4 separate regions of the Mus musculus genome follow, and regions 1, 2 and 4 are each linked to region 3. The links are chromatin contacts, called in public HiChIP or PLAC-seq maps. All regions are on one chromosome and are shown on one strand. Each heading gives the region's core, a stretch centred on a gene start, on an enhancer-like site or on the middle of the called end of the contact. The rest is flanking DNA. Distances are from core to core; before and after follow the strand shown.

The links. HiChIP or PLAC-seq counts read pairs in DNA pulled down with a chosen protein or histone mark.
Region 1: a contact with region 3 is called in an H3K27ac HiChIP or PLAC-seq map of embryonic stem cells, with 7 read pairs. The contact joins the promoter of Arhgap4 here to the enhancer-like site in region 3. A contact is called at or near these places in 12 of 39 promoter capture datasets (the 3T3-L1 cell line, the C10 cell line, the HPC-7 cell line and 7 more), 4 of 484 Hi-C or Micro-C datasets (embryonic fibroblasts, erythroblasts, myocytes and 1 more), 2 of 115 datasets of contacts at active chromatin or transcription factors (both in embryonic stem cells) and 3 of 9 other capture datasets (adipose tissue, liver and pancreatic islet).
Region 2: a contact with region 3 is called in an H3K27ac HiChIP or PLAC-seq map of embryonic stem cells, with 7 read pairs. The contact joins the promoter of Renbp here to the enhancer-like site in region 3. A contact is called at or near these places in 10 of 39 promoter capture datasets (the 3T3-L1 cell line, 3T3-L1-derived adipocytes, frontonasal cranial neural crest and 7 more), 2 of 484 Hi-C or Micro-C datasets (erythroblasts and nephron progenitors), 7 of 115 datasets of contacts at active chromatin or transcription factors (the 230-238 cell line, the SCID.adh cell line, astrocytes and 2 more) and 3 of 9 other capture datasets (adipose tissue, liver and pancreatic islet).
Region 4: a contact with region 3 is called in an H3K27ac HiChIP or PLAC-seq map of embryonic stem cells, with 6 read pairs. The contact joins the promoter of L1cam here to the enhancer-like site in region 3. A contact is called at or near these places in 12 of 39 promoter capture datasets (the 3T3-L1 cell line, the C10 cell line, the HPC-7 cell line and 7 more), 1 of 484 Hi-C or Micro-C datasets (embryonic fibroblasts), 1 of 115 datasets of contacts at active chromatin or transcription factors (embryonic stem cells) and 2 of 9 other capture datasets (adipose tissue and liver).

What each region holds. Positions count from the first base shown.
Region 1 is chrX:73,909,595-73,913,829 of GRCm38.p6, reverse strand. Arhgap4 (Rho GTPase activating protein 4) reads left to right here and starts at 2,532. Exons shown (of 22, transcript NM_138630.2): 1 at 2,532-2,667. The coding sequence starts at 2,601.
Region 2 is chrX:73,928,272-73,932,173 of GRCm38.p6, reverse strand. Renbp (renin binding protein) reads left to right here and starts at 1,324. Exons shown (of 11, transcript NM_023132.3): 1 at 1,324-1,460; 2 at 1,657-1,766; 3 at 1,912-1,987; 4 at 2,094-2,169; 5 at 2,321-2,493; 6 at 2,834-3,058; 7 at 3,814-3,895. The coding sequence starts at 1,431.
Region 3 is chrX:73,737,607-73,741,560 of GRCm38.p6, reverse strand. It overlaps Abcd1 (ATP-binding cassette, sub-family D (ALD), member 1), which reads right to left. Exons shown (of 10, transcript NM_007435.2): 10 at 3,027-3,954. Among named protein-coding and RNA genes, the nearest start is that of Plxnb3, 18 kb to the left of the region's middle. Within about 2 kb of position 2,185, at least 9 of the 459 cell types and tissues checked have an H3K27ac peak or open chromatin away from gene starts, as enhancers often do. A contact at or near this core is called in embryonic stem cells, where this site is marked.
Region 4 is chrX:73,879,188-73,883,387 of GRCm38.p6, reverse strand. It overlaps L1cam (L1 cell adhesion molecule), which reads left to right and starts at 2,554. Exons shown (of 29, transcript NM_008478.3): 1 at 2,554-2,694.

The DNA.
Region 1 (4,235 bases), core at 1,283-3,782, 170 kb before region 3:
TACATAGTAAGTTCTAGTTTAACCAGAGCTACTGAAAGATCCCCTATCTCAAAAAGCCAAGAAGGGTGCTGAGGAAATGGTTCAGTGGTTAAGAGCACTTGTTGCTCTTGTAGAGAATCGAGTTTGATTCCCAGCACCCACATGGATGTTCATGATCATCCGTAATTCCAGAATCTGGAGATTCTGATGCACACATACAAGTTACACATACATATACACATAAAATTAAATGAAGAAATCTCATTTTTTTTTTTAAAAAAAAGCCAAAAAGGAACAGGCCAGGTATGCTGGCACACGTCTTTAATCCCAGCACTTGGGAGGCAGAGGCAGACTGAGGCCAGCCTGGTCTCCATAGTAAGTTCCAGAACAGCCAGACCTACATAGTGAGACCCTGTTTCCAAACAAAAGGAACAAGAGCTAAAGGAACAGAAGCAGTTTCACTCATGGCTTCAGATGCCAAGCAAGTGTCCCGAAAACAGCCAGTCACTAAGTTTTCTGTTTTGCTTTTCACTCAGTTTCATGCAAAGGGCTGAATGGGGCACCGTTCAGATTTCTGGATTAAGGACTAAGAATATTTGAAGGCTAGTTCAGTAGCCATTTCTTGTGTGCCTGAATCCTGGTCTGGCTCTGCTGCTTGGATGGGTGACTTCTAAGGATTAGTTAAGGGTCAGAAAGAAGGGAAGACAGGTAGGGTGGGTTGCTTTAACTAATAAAGGCATTGGTGCCTGATTTACTTTAGTATGAGGCACTCTTGAAATAAATGTCCTGACAAAGCAAGTTCATAAGGATGGATGTTCATTCATGTGCTATGAGAACGATACAGGCTTGCTTACCTTGGTGGAAGATTCCAACATTGCTACTTCTGAGACCAGCTTCTGGAAGTCCAGGACTTGGGCTTGCCAACATTTAGCTAGCTTCTAGACCATTTCTTCAAGGTTCTGTGAGCACCAACAGCATCTTAGAGAAGGGCTTTGGTATTGGGAGCAAATGGAGATCAAGAACAAGATTGAACTTGGGAGGCAGAGGCAGGTGGATTTCTGAGTTCGAGGCCAAACTGGTCTACAGAGTGAGTTCTAGGACAGCCAGGGCTACACAGAGAAACCCTGTCTCGAAAAACCAAAAAAAAAAAAACCAAAAACGAAACAACAACAACAAAAAAAAACCAAGATTGAAGCTGGTGAGATGGCTCAGTGATAAGAGCTTTGACTGCTCTTCCAAAGGTCTTGAGTTCAAATCCCAGCAACCACGTGGTGGCTCATAACCATCAGTGATGTGATCTGATGCCCTCTTCTGGTGTGTCGAAGACAGCTACAGTGTACTCACATATAACAATAAATAAATCTTAAAAAAAAAAAAAAAAGATTGAACACAGTTGAAAGTCCAGAACAGTCTTCCCTCCTGCCAAATCTCCATGTCAGGCTTACAAGTGCTCACATGCACTTTGACATCCATGCATGTAAGTACAGGTGTGGATGCCCTTGTATTAGTACCTTCAAGCATGTTTTGTAAGTTATCTTGCCTATCGCCCACAGTCTGTATACCCCAGGGCTTTCTCTCCAATGAACTAAAGACAGATGGCTTGTCACCTGCCTCCTGCCTTCCTAATTGACTAGAAGAGCCTGCTGTGGTTGTGCACATATGCAATCCTAGCCCTTGGGACAGAGGCAGAGTTTGAGTCCAGCCTGGATTGTGTAAAGCCAACCAGGGCTACAAAGTGAAGCCTTGTGAATGAGACAAAACAAAACATGACAAATTAATAAGTAGATCTTGCCTTATGACTTAGAGTTGATGGGGGTGAATAAAATCACCATCATCCTTGGATAAAGGAGGCAGTAGGAGTTGTTTCTAGGCTGGTTCAAAGCCCCCACTGGTATAGGTCCCTACAGGTGCAAGATGGAAGGGAAAAGAGACAAAAATAATCTCTTCCGGCAGCAGGAAGTGGTAACTACCTATGGGGAAATGAGGCTAGTTCTTTCCTTTGGGGCTGAGTAGAAGGGGAACTGTAGCTGAACCCCGCTCCCTCCCCCTCAGGGGGCCCAGGGAGAGCATAAGCCTACAACTTCCCATTCAGCTGTCTGAACTCCCATAGGCCTCACTATGGGCTATGACTCTGGAAGGAGGGTGGCATCTGATGTCCAGGAAGGCTTCAGAGGCAGACCACCTAGGAGCCTGGAGCAGCTATGGTGCCATTGTCCATTAGTATTGAGGGCTAGTGGCCATAGGGGTGTTGTCTGACAATGGGAACCACAGATAGGTTTCTGCAGATAATGAGGAACAGCAGCAGGTGGTCCCAGACATGTTGAGGTTGTCTTGCATTGCTGCTTTATGTTGACTCTTTGGGCTCAAGGTATCTAGGTAGAGGAGCAACTTGTCTCAAGAGAGATGAGCCTGAAAAGGGGTGCCTAGACTTTCAGAGGCCCACCCGGGCAGTGCCAGGTCCAAGTCGCCCCGCCCCTCCGGGGACTGTGCTGGGGGCGGGGCTGGCGGGGCGGGGCCCGCGGAGGGTGCTGGCCTTGGCGCCCCTAGTCCCTGCACTTGGCGGTCTCGCCTCGCTTCCGCGTGGGAGCATTGGGACTCGAAGTCGCGAACGGCCTTGGGCCATGGCGGCGCACGGGAAGTTGCGGCGGGAGCGGGGGCTACAACCTGAGTATGACGCACAGGTCAAAGGTGAGAGGGTGCTTTAGTCCTGGTTTACAGGGGAGACCCCAAGTGTCCGCTGCTGATCTCAGGGGTGCCTGGAGCAGGGTGGAGAAGGGAGTCCAAGCCCTGCTTCTTGAAGCCTCTTTGGCCTCAACTGCCTGCCCAAGCCCTCCCTCTCGCCTCCTTAGCCAACTTGGGTCGCCTGTTGCTCACTCAGGCAGCAATGACTGTGGTAGCCCGAGGGAAGGACAGACTGAGAGGGTGGCTTTCTAGTTGGAGTATAATGGGCCACTTTGACTTTGTTGGTAGCCTGACACCTCACTCTTAACACCACTAGAATCTATGAATTCTTAGCACCTTCACCTCCCTTTGGCACTGTATTAGCTTGCAGGTTTAGGGTGGTTGGTCTTGGGTCAAGCTAGGAGACTGAATATGGGTTAGAGAAATTCAACTGGGATGGCTTTACAGCCTTAGGCTATTAGACCTCTGGATTTGGGCAAACACTTCTATGCAAATCACATGCAAATGAGCTTTGTGAGTTCTTTGCTGACAGCTTCATTTCTTCAGGGTGTGGTAGGTAACTCTTTCACAGGAAAGGAGGCAGTGTCTAACCTCCCTCACCCCCACCCCCACCCCCACTTGCTTGTTGCTTCCAGATATCTTGGCTCTCTTCCTATTTCCAAAGACTTTGGATACAAACACAGTGACTTACCTGTCACAGAGCACAATGGCTCATAAGAGAAGAAATAATATGATCCTTGGAGTTTTCCAACCTGTAGATGAAATTCCAATGTACTTATTTGGTGCAAGCAACTTATAACAAAGTGTATCTTCATGATGTGTTGCTGTTATAGTGGAGAGCATAACTGCCTTTGAAAGTTTGACCCAGACCTCCTCATCTTGGTGTCCAGAGGCAGCTTGAGGTGATTGCAGAGGGTGAGCCAGCAGATGGAGACAATGATTCCATCCTACTTCCTCAAAATGTCCTGAAGCCTAAGGACCTTGAAATGTCTTCAGTCAGCAAACACAGGCCGGTTAGTTCCCATCAAGAGAAATTGGAGTTTGGCCCTAGAATATCTTTTAAATGGCCCTTGCTCACTCAGGGTGTTCAGCCTTTGTGGCTATTATTTCTCACCAGCCTCCCTCAAAAGAAAGTCTTCCAATCATGCTGGAACAGGGGCACTGTTTTGGCACTCTAATTTCTAAAAGGTCGCATAGTCGTGGTTTGGAGGACAATGCATTCTGCTTTGCTGGTCAGCAGAAGTGAGAGTGAATGCCTGGCTCACAGGAAGTGCTAGGGGGCCTGGGTCCCAGCTTTGCAATGCAAATATGCAGGATTTCTCACTCTTTTTTGTCAACTGTTTGTTTGTTTGTTTGTGTGAGTAGGATTGGAGCTTGGTATGTACAGCAGGATAGTATTGAACTCATTATTTTATTCAGGCTGGCCTGGAACTTGCAACATCCCCTGCCTCAAACTTCCAGGGCTAGGAATGACAAGCATATGCCATCACACCCAGATTTTTTTTTTTTACTACATCTATTTTGCTGCAGCCTCTGTGACTCCCTTATTGTATATGAGAGAAGCAGTCCTTGCC
Region 2 (3,902 bases), core at 75-2,574, 190 kb before region 3:
TAACCATATCTAGAAACTGAATTCTTTTTACTGACCAACTCCCAAAGCAGCATTGATGAGTCAGGAAGTCTAGTTACTTTACACTCCTGGGTTGCAGTCCATCATTAAGAACATGTTCAAGGAACTGGAGTGATGACTCAGCAGTTAAGTGCACTGTCTGTTCTTCCAGAGGCCCCAGGTTCCATTTCCAGAACCCACGTGGAGACTCACAACCAGCTGTAAGTCCAGGTCCAGAGGATCCAATACCCTCTTTTGGCCTCTAAGGATACTGCATGCATGTGGTGCACAGACATACATAGAGGCAAAAGCAAAAGCAAACAAAAAATAAACCACCACCACCAACAACAACAACAAAACACTGAAACATAAAATAAAATGACAAAAGAAAATGCAGGCAGTGGTGGCTCACGCCTTTAATCCCAGCACTTGGGAGGCAGAGGCAGGCAGATTTCTGAGTTCGAGGCCAGCCTGGTCCCCAGAGTGAGTTCCAGGACAGCCAGGGCTACACAGAGAAACCCTGTCTCGAAAAAACAAACAAACAAATAAAAAAAGACAAAAGAAGGGCTGGTGAGATGGCTCAGTGGGTAAGAGCACCAGACTGCTCTTCTGAAGGTCCGAAGTTCAAATCCCAGCAACCACATGGTGGCTCACAACCATCCGTAATGAGATCTGACGCCCTCTTCTGGAGTGTCTGAAGACAGCTACAGTGTACTTACATATAATAAATAATAAATAAATCTTAAAAAATGTTTTAAAAAAAAGACAAAAGAAAATCAGAACAAGTACCTCTGGCATTCTGGTTGAAATTCTCACTCCACAGAATTCTGCTGAGCAATGAGGGTGCCCAGTGGGTAGCAAGAATGGGGAACAGATTAACCAGCCTGTCACAGAGCCAACCTATACTGTGTACCTAGGAGGAAGGGCCAGAGAGCTGGAGGATGCCCACTCTACTCTGCATGGTTATCACCTGTTTTTCCAGAATCATCCTTGGGGGTGAAGTATCCAGCAACTGGCAACCAGGGCTAATGGTTGTAAATTACTGGACTCAGACAGCTGAAGCTAAAGGAAAGGGCTTGCCGACAATATGGGGTCACAGGGTCTCAGGATTCAGTCATTCCAGGGGCACCCTAACTTCACAATCTGTTGAGATCACCAGCCTCAGCTGCCAGGCCCAGATTCAGTCTCCTACCTACTCCCTCCTCATAAGGCCAGACTTCCTCACCCAGTTCCCACCAGGGGGATCTAGAGCTTGACTGCTCAGTCCAGGCCTAGAAGAGCAGAAGGCGGGGTTTGAAACCCCGCCCTTCGTCCCGCCCCCAACTCGGGGCCCTTCGGAACTCTGAAGAGGATCAGGTGGGTGGGACACTGCTCGGTCAGCTGAGTGATAGTCACGGGATCGCGACCAAGTCTGAATTCCTGGAGGAAAGCAGATGATGGACCTAGGACTCCTAATGTTACAGGTATGTGGTAGTGGATGGTTCCAACTAATGGTGGGGTCAGAAGCCCATTGAAGAGGTGGGAGTACTGTATCCTTGGCTCGAGGCCCTGTGGTGGTGGGGTGGAATCAAGTAGCTCTGGGGCCTACTCGAGTTGGTTCAGGAAGTCCCTGTGAAGGAAGAGCTGTGCTTCCCTGCTCTGCCCTGATTCACTTCACAGGACATGGAGAAGGAACGGGAGACACTGCAGGTCTGGAAGAAGCGTGTGGAACAAGAGCTTGATCGTGTGATCGCTTTCTGGATGGAGCATTCCCATGACCAGGAACACGGGTTAGCTATCCTGCCATGATCCTCCTAGGGCCCCCCTCCCCCTATCTCACTTGGAGGTGACACACAGATCTACTGACCTGAGGAGAGTAGTGAAGCTATGGAGAACGGCTCTTTCCTTCACTTTCTGACAACACTTGTCTCACAGGGGCTTCTTCACATGTCTTGGCCGTGATGGGAAGGTATATGATCACCTCAAATATGTTTGGCTGCAGGGGAGGCAGGTCAGTTTGCACACTTAAGGTGTTCACACAACAATAGGGTATACCCAGGGATACTTAGGATTCCCTCCACCCCAGCTACTCCTCTCTAAACTGTGTTCCCTCACAGGTATGGATGTATTGTCGCTTATACCGCAGTTTTGAGCGCTTCCGCCGTGTTGAGCTTCTGGATGCAGCAAGAGCAGGTCCCCTCTCCTAGCCCTATCTCCCCAGGGGCTTCAGTGGGTTATGTATTCAATGTATCTAAAGGGCTCTAGAAGAGGAAAGGGACTGGCAGGTTCCAAGAGGCAGTATATTCAGAGTCCTTACCTACCATGCATACTTTCCAACCACCAGGTGGTGAATTTTTGCTGCGTTATGCCCGGGTGGCACCACCTGGCAAGAAATGTGCTTTTGTGCTGACTCGGGATGGCCGGCCAGTGAAGGTGCAGCGGACCATTTTCAGCGAGTGCTTCTACACCATGGCCATGAATGAACTGTGGAAAGTAACGGGGGAAGTGCGTTATCAGGTATGTAGGAGCCTGTAGGGGATCACAGGCTGTTGGACATGAGTGTACTCTAATGACAGGCCTGGGAACCTGCCACAAGACCCATTTACTCGTTTCCTACCATTTTGTGACCACATGTTTCCTCAGCGCTCTCTAACCCTAACCCTAAAGGGACCCTGGGCAAACAGTGCCCTGTGTCCAGGTAGAAAAGGTTTTCGCTTTCTTCACTGGGCCCTTCTGCCTGAGAGTGACCTGAATCCCAGAGTCCCCGAAAATAGTATTGGGAGAAGAAGCTGAGCCCTGAGTCCTTGGGGGAAGAAGTATGTGCTGGGACAGGGCAGCCTCTCTGGTCTCCTCACAGAGTGAAGCCATAGAGATGATGGATCAGATCATCCACTGGGTACGGGAGGACCCGGCTGGGTTGGGCCGGCCTCAGCTCTCAGGGGCACTGGCCACAGAGCCCATGGCAGTGCCCATGATGCTGCTCAGCCTGGTGGAGCAGCTTGGAGAAGAAGATGAGGAGCTGACCAACATGTATGCAGAACTAGGGGACTGGTGTGTCCACAGGATTCTTCAGCATGTCCAGGTAGGCACAACCCAGGGTCCTCAGGAAGGTGGAGCCCAGCTTGCTGAGGGCGGAAATGGGTGTGTCCTAAGACAGAAGAGGCCAGAGCAACAGACACATTCTGAGCTATGGAAAGGAGGTCTTGATCTATGTTCTTCCCTTTGATGCCTCTGTGGCATCAAACTCAGTCTTGCCTGTCTCCTCATTCAGGGTTTTACCCTCTTCACTTGAGAGACCCAGACCTAAGCAAGAAGGATCAGAACCTACTGGGTTCATGGGAGACAATCAGCCATTCCAAAAATGTTCTGGAGCAGGGCGTGGTACACATATCTGTAATTCCAGAACTCTGGAGGTGGAAACAGGAGAATTTAGAGTTCAAGGTCAGCCTTGCTTGTATAGTTTGAGACCAGCCTGGGCTACCAAGACTATGTCAAAACATACAACCAAAAATGCCCCTTTAGACCTATTGAGTAGGTATATGGCTGGTACCAAGGGCAGAGGAAGGGATTTTCGAAGTTAGATCTTTCTTCTTCTTCTTTTTTTTTTTTTTTTTTTTTTTTTTTGGTTTTTTTGAGACAGGGTTTCTCTGTGTAGCCCTGGCTGTCCTGGAACTCACTCTGTAGGCCAGGCTGGCCTCAAACTCAGAAATCCACCTGCCTCTGCCTCCCGAGTGCTGGGATCAAAGGCGTGCGCCACCCCGCCCGGCTCCAAAGTTAGATCTTTCTGATTGGGTGACCTGAACTGGAAACATTTGTCTCTTGTCCTTTTCCTGGCAGAGGGATGGACAAGTTGTACTGGAGAATGTATCAGAGGATGGAAAAGAGCTTCCTGGTTGCCTTGGAAGACATCAGAACCCAGGTGAAGG
Region 3 (3,954 bases), core at 936-3,435:
AGAAGGTAGTAGTCTGCTCCTGGCTTCCTTCAGATAAAGATGTAGAACTCTCAGCTCCTTCTCTAGCACAATTTCTGCCTAGATGCTGCCATGCTTCCTGCCATGGTGATAATGGACTGAATCTCTGGAATATAAGCCAGTCCCAATTAAATGTTGTCCTTTATAAGAGTTGCCTGGGTCACGGTGTCTCTACACAGCAATGGAAACCCTAAGATAATATCTATCTATGTATCTATCTACCATCTATCATTTTCTTTCCATTATCTACTACTTATAAGTAATCTTTCCTGTATCATCTATGAATTTACTCTGTTTTTTTTTTTCTTTTTGGATTTTTGAGAAAGGGTCTAAGTTTTTGGCTCTAGTTCTCTTGGAATACAGTGGATAGCCCAAGCTGGCCTCAAACTTGTGCCAATCCTCCTGCTTCAACAACTCAAGTGCTGGGATTATAGGCCTGAGCCACCATGCCTGGCTAATTTATTATCCTACTGATCCATCACTTATTTGTCTATCTTAATAGCAATCTATGGATGTCTATCCATCTATATCCACCTACTAACTACTTGTTTTGTAGTGAAATTCCTTGTAGAGACACAAGTCTCTTTGAAGTACATGGTTTAGTGGTGTTTTGTAAATTTGCAATGTTGCACAACTATTACCTCTGTTATTCCAAAACATGTTCATCACTTCTCCCCCCACAGAACCCTTGTATTCATTAAACAATCTCTCCCCATAGCCATTCTCCCCACCCCCTCCAGCCCTGGTAACTGTTAATTTGCTTTATGTTGTTATGGATTTGTCTGTTCTGGATATTTTATTTAAATGCAATCATATAATACTTGGACCTGTGTGCTTGGCTTCTTTGTGTCAGCATGTCTTTAATGTTCTTGAATATTATAGCATGTGTTGCTGTTTCACAACCTTTTATGGTCAAATAATGTTCTATTGTATAAATATATATGTTTGTCTATCTGTTTCTGGGTACTCAGGCTTCTGTAAATATTGTATAGAATCTACACAGTAAACATCTACATAGGTTTCTGACTTGATTTTTTTGGTATGTCTTGAGGGTGGAAATACGGGCAGTGTGGGAACTCAGCTTAGCTTTATAAGAACATCCCCTCGCCGGGCATGGTGGCGCACGCCTTTTATCCCAGCACTTGGGAGGCAGAGGCAGAGGCAGAGGCAGGCAGATTTCTGAGTTCAAGGCCAGCCTGGTCTACAGAGTGAGTTCCAGGACAGCCAGGGCTATACAGAGAAACCCTGTCTTGAAAAACAAAAAACAAAAAAACAAAAACATCCCCTCTATTCCTAGCAGCAGTTGTCTGGCCTGTCTCCACCAAGTGTCCACACACAACTCCATGGCCTGCTTTAAGGTCAAAACCACTCCGGACTTGACCAGCGAAGAGTTTCGGTTCAATTTCTTTTAGAGTCTCCTACATGCTGGACCGCTCATCCCCCTCCAGGGCGGGGTAAGGATGTGTCCTGATTGCAGGGCCTTCCCAGGAATTCTCTCAGCAGAAGTGGGGTTGGTTTGTCCTTCATTGCAGCATGAACCTGAAGCGGCTGGCCTATGTGAGGCTGCTATGTGGATGTGGAAACCTTTGAAGGAAATATTCTTCCTGTCAGAAGAGAGGTGCGAAGTAGCTGCTGGTGATAAGGAACTGTGGGGAAGTTGTGGACACAGTGGGCTCACTTTTGAAAAGATGCTCAGGCCATTTTCTAGTGCTTTGTATATTGTTATATTGCCTTAATAAATCTTTTCTAAGGAAAAAAAAATCCATTGCAGAACCCAAGGCTATTCTCATTTTACCTACTCAGTGAATGAAAAGGTCAGTTTAGGGCTGGCGAGATGGCTCAGTGGTTAAGAGCACCAACTGCTCTTCCGAAGGTCCCAAGTTCAAATCCTAGCAACCACATGGTGGCTCACAACCATCCGTAACGAAATCTGATGCCCTCTTCTGGAGTATCTGAGGATAGCTACAGTGTACTTACATATAATAAATAAATGTTTAAAAAAAAAAAAAGAAAAGGTCAGTTTAGGAACTTTGGGAAGGTCATGAAAAACTTGCCCCTCCGGAAGGGAGAGGCTAATTAACATTTCTCACACAACAGTACAGGAACTGACCTGTGGGTGGGGACACATTCCACAGGAATTTTGCCCACCTTCAAACAATGGAAGTCCTTGTCACTTCATTCCCTAAAGACCAATCCGTTTAAAGGGTGCACTGTTCCACCAATCATATTGTGCCTAGTTGCTGATGCTCTATTCTGCCCCTGGAAACCTTATAAAACCGTGTGCTGGGGGTTGCCACCTCTCCTTAGAGTCTTTGATGCTTTTTGCATCCCAGCTCCACGTGGTTCACTCAGGGGATCCTCAGACTTAACGTGACCTTTTGCCTCAGTCTAGGCCTTTCCTTCCCCCTGTACTGGATATCTTTCTCTGGACATACCCCTGGGCCTTTGGATACGTTTTTCCTTCTTCCTAGAAGGTTCAGAAGCGCCAGTGCAACTCAATCCAGGAATCACTTCTTTCCTGTGGCTCTTTCAGTGCTCAATTTACCTCCTTGGCATCTCACAGGGTTTCTATAGCATTGCTTTCTGCACTCCCCTTCAGACACTTGGCAGGCTATCTTTGGCCTCAAGTACGATTTTACAGCAATGATTGTCATCTCCCTAGGGTACAAAAGGCATAACCAGAGAACACTAACTTTTTCGAGTACCATGGGGTTAGCAACTGACTAGGTTCTTACTTGGGCCCATGTTTGGGGGCAGGTCTCCTTTTCTCCCAACAACATTGTGACCTCTCCTCAGAACTTTTGTTGTTGTTGTTGCCTGTCTTTTTGAGAGAGATAGGGTCTCACTTTGCAGCCCTGGCTTTTTAAAAACTCACTACATAGATTGGGCTAGCCTTGAACTCACAGAGATCCACCTGCCTCTGCTTCCAGAGTGCTGAGATTAAAGGCACAATTATGCCTGGCTTACTCCCCAGAACTTATACCAGACACCAAGTTCAGGAGGCAGGATTGTACTTTCCAGAGGTTTTTACTGAGAGGACTGAGGGGGGTACCCCAGCTGGAGGGCTGAAGGCCCAGGAAAGGCACACAATGGCAGTAGGGTGTGTGTGTGGGGGCGTCTCCCTCTTGGTGAGGGCTGGTTTAGCAGACACAGCACCTCCTGTGACCCCTCTTTGGCACTGAGCTGGGAACATGGTGCCCTCACTTCTGCCTAGCTGGCAGAGGGCACCCCCAGTGGCAACTGGCAGTATAGGCTGGTGAAGGGCCAGGTTTGGCACCAGAGACTGGGTAGATTGAAGGGACCACCCAGTCACCTCCTGTGCTGGCAGGGTACTCATGTTGGCAATTTAGACAACTATAAACTGGGAGTCCAATAAATTAGGTTGTAGAGGTGGAGGAGTGGGAGGGCCAGGGCTATATTCTCTTCATGGCTCAGGAGGAACTCTGTCCTTCTTGGGTAACCATGGGGAAGGGCACACTTTGGGCCCTGTCTAATCCTGGGCCCCATTAGGCTGTTTTCATGGCAGGGGGTATCCTGTGGGACAGGGGCATTGGCTGGTCACACAAGGGGATGGCAACAAAGGGATGGATCAAAACAATGACAAGGATTTGGGTTTCGGCAGGGATGTAACCCACAACTACCAGGGTTGCCACACATTCTGGCTGCTGGCAGTAAGGGAGGCAGCTCCTGCTTACTTCCTATGGCTCAGCCATACTGGTATAGAGTCAGGACTGGGGACTTCCAAACCCTCCATCCCTCCCCAGGGAAAAGTAAAAGACACACTGCCCTGAACAGGGCAGAGTTCCTGGAGCAGAACCCAGAGTGAAGGTGGAATGCAGTGTGTCCCCATTCATATCTACCTGTCCCAGAGTGGGGTCTTCAGGGAATGCAGGTAATTGGCTAGGAGGCTTGGGAGGGGTAAGGCATGCAGGGCAA
Region 4 (4,200 bases), core at 1,305-3,804, 140 kb before region 3:
ATCCCAGGGGATCCTTACCCCCTTAGGCACCAGCACCCATACACAAGCACATGATTAAAAATAATTTTTATGTCTTTTTTCCCTTTTTGGTTATTTTTGCGACATGGTTTCTCTGTGTAGCCCTGGCTGTCCTGGAACTCACTTTGTAGACCAGGCTGGCCTCGAACTCAGAAATCCGCCTGCCTCTGGGGTTTCACTTTTTTAATCAGCAAAATAATTAAAAAACTTCAGACCAGCAGTGGTTCACACCTTTAATCCCAGCACTGGAGAAGCAGAGGCAGGAAGATCTCTGAGTTGGAGGCCAGCCTGGTCTTCAGAGTAAGGCTTTAATCTCATAAAACAAAACAAAACAGAATAAAAACACAAAAGAAAAATAAAAAACCCTCCTGAAACAATTGTGTCTCAAAAGGGTCAACTTCACTACAAGTTCAATTTCATGGCTGGTTTTTGTGTTTTGTCTTTTGAGAGCCTCGCACTGACCCATTAGCCCTATTCCTGAAGCTGATTATTTTATTTATTTATTTTTTTCTTTTTGCAGCAGGTTCTTACAGTGTATCCCACACTGTCCTGGAACTCACTAAACCAATTTGGTGTCAAACTTAAGGTCCTCCTGTTTTGCCTCTCAGTGCCAAAATTATAGGTATGTACCATGATGCCAAGCAATTGGATTTTTACTTTTTAATTGATTTTTTTTGGTGTTTTGTTTTGTTTTGTTTTGTTTTGTTTTGTTTTGTTTTGTTTTTCGAGACAGGGTTTCTCTGTATTACAGCCCTGGCTGGCCTGGAACTCACGTTGTAAACCAGACTGGCCTCAAACTTACAAGATATCTGCTTGCTTTTGCCTCCCAAGTGCTGACACTTAAAAGACAAAGATTTTTGAGAGATGAAATAAAACTTGTGTCTAGGCTTCGCAAACAGAGCTAGACATAGTGAACACCTATAATCCTAGCACTCAGCAGGATGAGACAGGGGCATGTAGGTTTAAAATGAAACTGAGCCACAAAGTAAGTTCCAGAACAGCATCAACCCTAGACTAGGTCCAGTTGGGGTGCAGTCTGGGAGTAAGGCAGTGAAGAGAGCAGCTGGAGAGGAGAGGCCAATTTTGTGGCCTATCGCTCTTACATCAGTGCAGTCATGAAACTGATCTCAGTTCAGTGCCTCATGGAAAATACCATTCTCTGCCCAGCTAAAAAGGCCCCTGGCTTCGTGACCTAGCTGCCTGGCTCAGTCTCCTCTGCTGTCTCCTGGAGATTTGAACCAGTGAAGCTTCATGAGTACGGTCCGCAGCTTCATTCTGAATCCATCTGAGCCAAGTGGCAGGCCTGTAGAAGGAGTAGTGGCCTCTGAGCTCTTTGCTTAAGCCTCCACTTCATTCAGATGACTCTTCCTAAAGACTCCATGGTACACTTTGGATGTCTGGAAAGACATCCAGACTTTCACAGAGTGCTAGCAGGCATCCCCAAGTTTTTCTTTCATGGGAAGGAAGCTGGCAGGAGGTGATCATATGAGAAGGGAAACCAGGCCAGAGTGCCAAAAGTGTTTTCATGGGATCAGGGCATTGCACCACTGGGGGAGTGTTGGCAGGCTGAGCAGAGGACCTACAGAATGCTTCACTGAGTAACAGGCATGCTCATAAAAATACCATACCTACCAGGGCTGCAATCTGCCATCTGGGCCCTAGGCCTTCCTTGCCCTGCAGCTTCAGCTAGCTGGACTCACTTTGGAATTCCAGCCCCCTCTGCTTCGCCTCGCTTGGGAGGTCACAGCCCTAAGCCTGGGAGGGGGCGCCACTGGGAAAATCTCCTTTCCATAAGCTTTCCCCATAGGGCTGTAAGCGAGAGTAGGTCGACCAGGAAAGGTCAGAAAGAGGCCAATCCCGAGGACAAAGAAATAAGGCACTGAGCAGGAGGGAAGTGGGAGGAAGATCAGAAGTAGGGGGTTTCAGGTTGAAGGGCGCTCTCTCTGAGAACTTTCCCTTCTAGCCTAATCTGGGACCTAGTGTTTAGGAGGGACTGTATGGTGTGCCTCGCCACACCTCCTTCGCAGGCTGGGGACTCAGGTTCAGGCGTACATCCCTGAAGAGCCCTGGCTTAGCGTCGTGGCTGGGCAGGGGTTCCAAGAGGCGCTCTGCCCTGAGAGTGCGGATACATTCAAACACATGACCAGGGCGCGGCCCGGACCTAATGGTATATGAATGCCCATTACTAGCCAGAGCCCTCGAAGGCCAAGTGGAGGCGAGGTAATCTGGTTCCCAGTCTGGATCCTCTCCCCACTGTCCAGCCCCGAGATCCCGAGAATACTTCTGCAAATGACTTCCAATATAAGCCTCAAGGGCGGCGGGGATCCTTGATAGTGAGGTTGGGGGTCACTCTCATCTCGGGGATACTGGGACTGCTGGAGCTCCTGAAGAGGACCCCCCCCCCCCACGAGGTCCCTATCACGCGCGGGGCTCTGCGGCCAGGTTCAGATGAAACAAGGAACGAGGGTGTGGCGAGGCGGGGCCTGCTGCGGGGGAGGTGATCTCACTACCTCCCCCTCCCTCTTCCTCCCCCACTTCCCCGCGCACGCTGCCCCGCCCGCCGCCGCCGCCGCCGCAGCAGCAGCAGCAGCAACATCGCGTCGGCAGCGGCATCGCTGGGTGGCAGGTCCGAGGTCGGCGTGCACAGAGACTGAGCTGGCAACCTGATCGGCGCAGGTAAGGTGGGCTGGTTTGTCCCCTTGACCGCAGCAGCGACCATCTACGTTCCAGACCCAGCCCGCCTCAGGCTCAGAGGGAGTGGGTTTCGTGCCTCCTCGGTAGGAAGGCTGGAGCCCCACCCATGCATGCTAGGCACCGAGCTCTGAGCCCTGCGATCTGGAATGGGGTTGGAGAAAGTGGCTAGGTGCCAGAGCTCGACAGGTGAGGGGTAACTGGGCGGCTCCCCAAATGCATGCTTAGGGAGGGGCACAGGAGTGGTCAGGCAGGTTCTGTATGGGCAAGTGGAGCTGAAGTTGGCATATCCCTGTGGGTGTATGCGTGTGAGGAAGGAAATGTGAACCCAGCAGAACGTCCATCTAACCCAGTCGACCGCTGTGGGGTGTGGCTCTGGGCGTGGCTGTTCCTCATCCCCATCTAAAGTCCTGATTGCGGCTGGGGTGGGGGAGAAGCCAGTGTCTAGCATGGTGTGGGGGAGATTGAGCGAAGCTCCTCCGGTAATGGGAGGAGGAGAAGGATCAGGGATGGATGGGCGCTGCCTGCCCCTCCACCCCAAAGTGGGGAGGGGGCTTTGTTCTTCACCTCCTCCTTTCCAAATTCCCTCCGGGGATCCCCTCAAATGCACTGCAAAACCAGTCTCCTCTCAGGCACAGAACCTCCCTTAGGTTCTTTGGCCAATAAAGACTACACTAAGAGAGATGGTTTTGGGCACTCACTGATGTGCCTGTGGATGCACATGGGTGTGGACCATGGGTCCATCAGGTAAAAATAAGGGAAGAAGGGCCTCATTGGCTTAGGACAAGGGACTTCTGGAAGCAAGGTGCCTGGGACTCTTTCTGTAGAGACTGGAGCGATTTTAGACATTGTTTTATACTCTGTTTAATTATGGGAGGAGGGACGTTTCCATACCTTATTCCCTTCTATCTGGTTCAGAGTTTTAGGGTGTTGATTGATAGGAAATGAAAAGAATAACAGATATAGCCCACTGCTCCTCCTGATCTAGTGTCTATAACCCCTATCCATCTGTCTCAGGGAGGCAGGACCACCATCTGTCTGGGGGCCTGGCACCCCTTTCAGGTAGATGTCTTGATCCTGATTAATGCAACTCCAGTGGTAGCGGTTACTAGCAGCCCAGTGTTGTCTTTGCTGACTCACATGGCCCTTGTGGTGAATAGATCCAGCAGCCTTTCTTCCCACCTTTATGGTCCTTTAGTAGGGTGGCTAGGGTGGGGCTTGCCCAAGGCCTCAGCTCTGATGGACCCCTTGCTGCAGATGGTGGGACTTGACAACCCTAGCTTCTTACCTAGCCCAACATCTACGCAGCACTGTATATACTTGCTTACCATTCAGGCACTAATCCTTCAGTCACCCTCAAGGGTCTGTGGCCACATGGCGAATTGGTGACAGGGCTGGGACTGGGAACTCCCCACTTCTCTGCCTCCTTGCTGTATTCCAAAGTCTGTCATTCTCTATTATTTTTTGTGTGTACAATCCCCAAAGCAATAT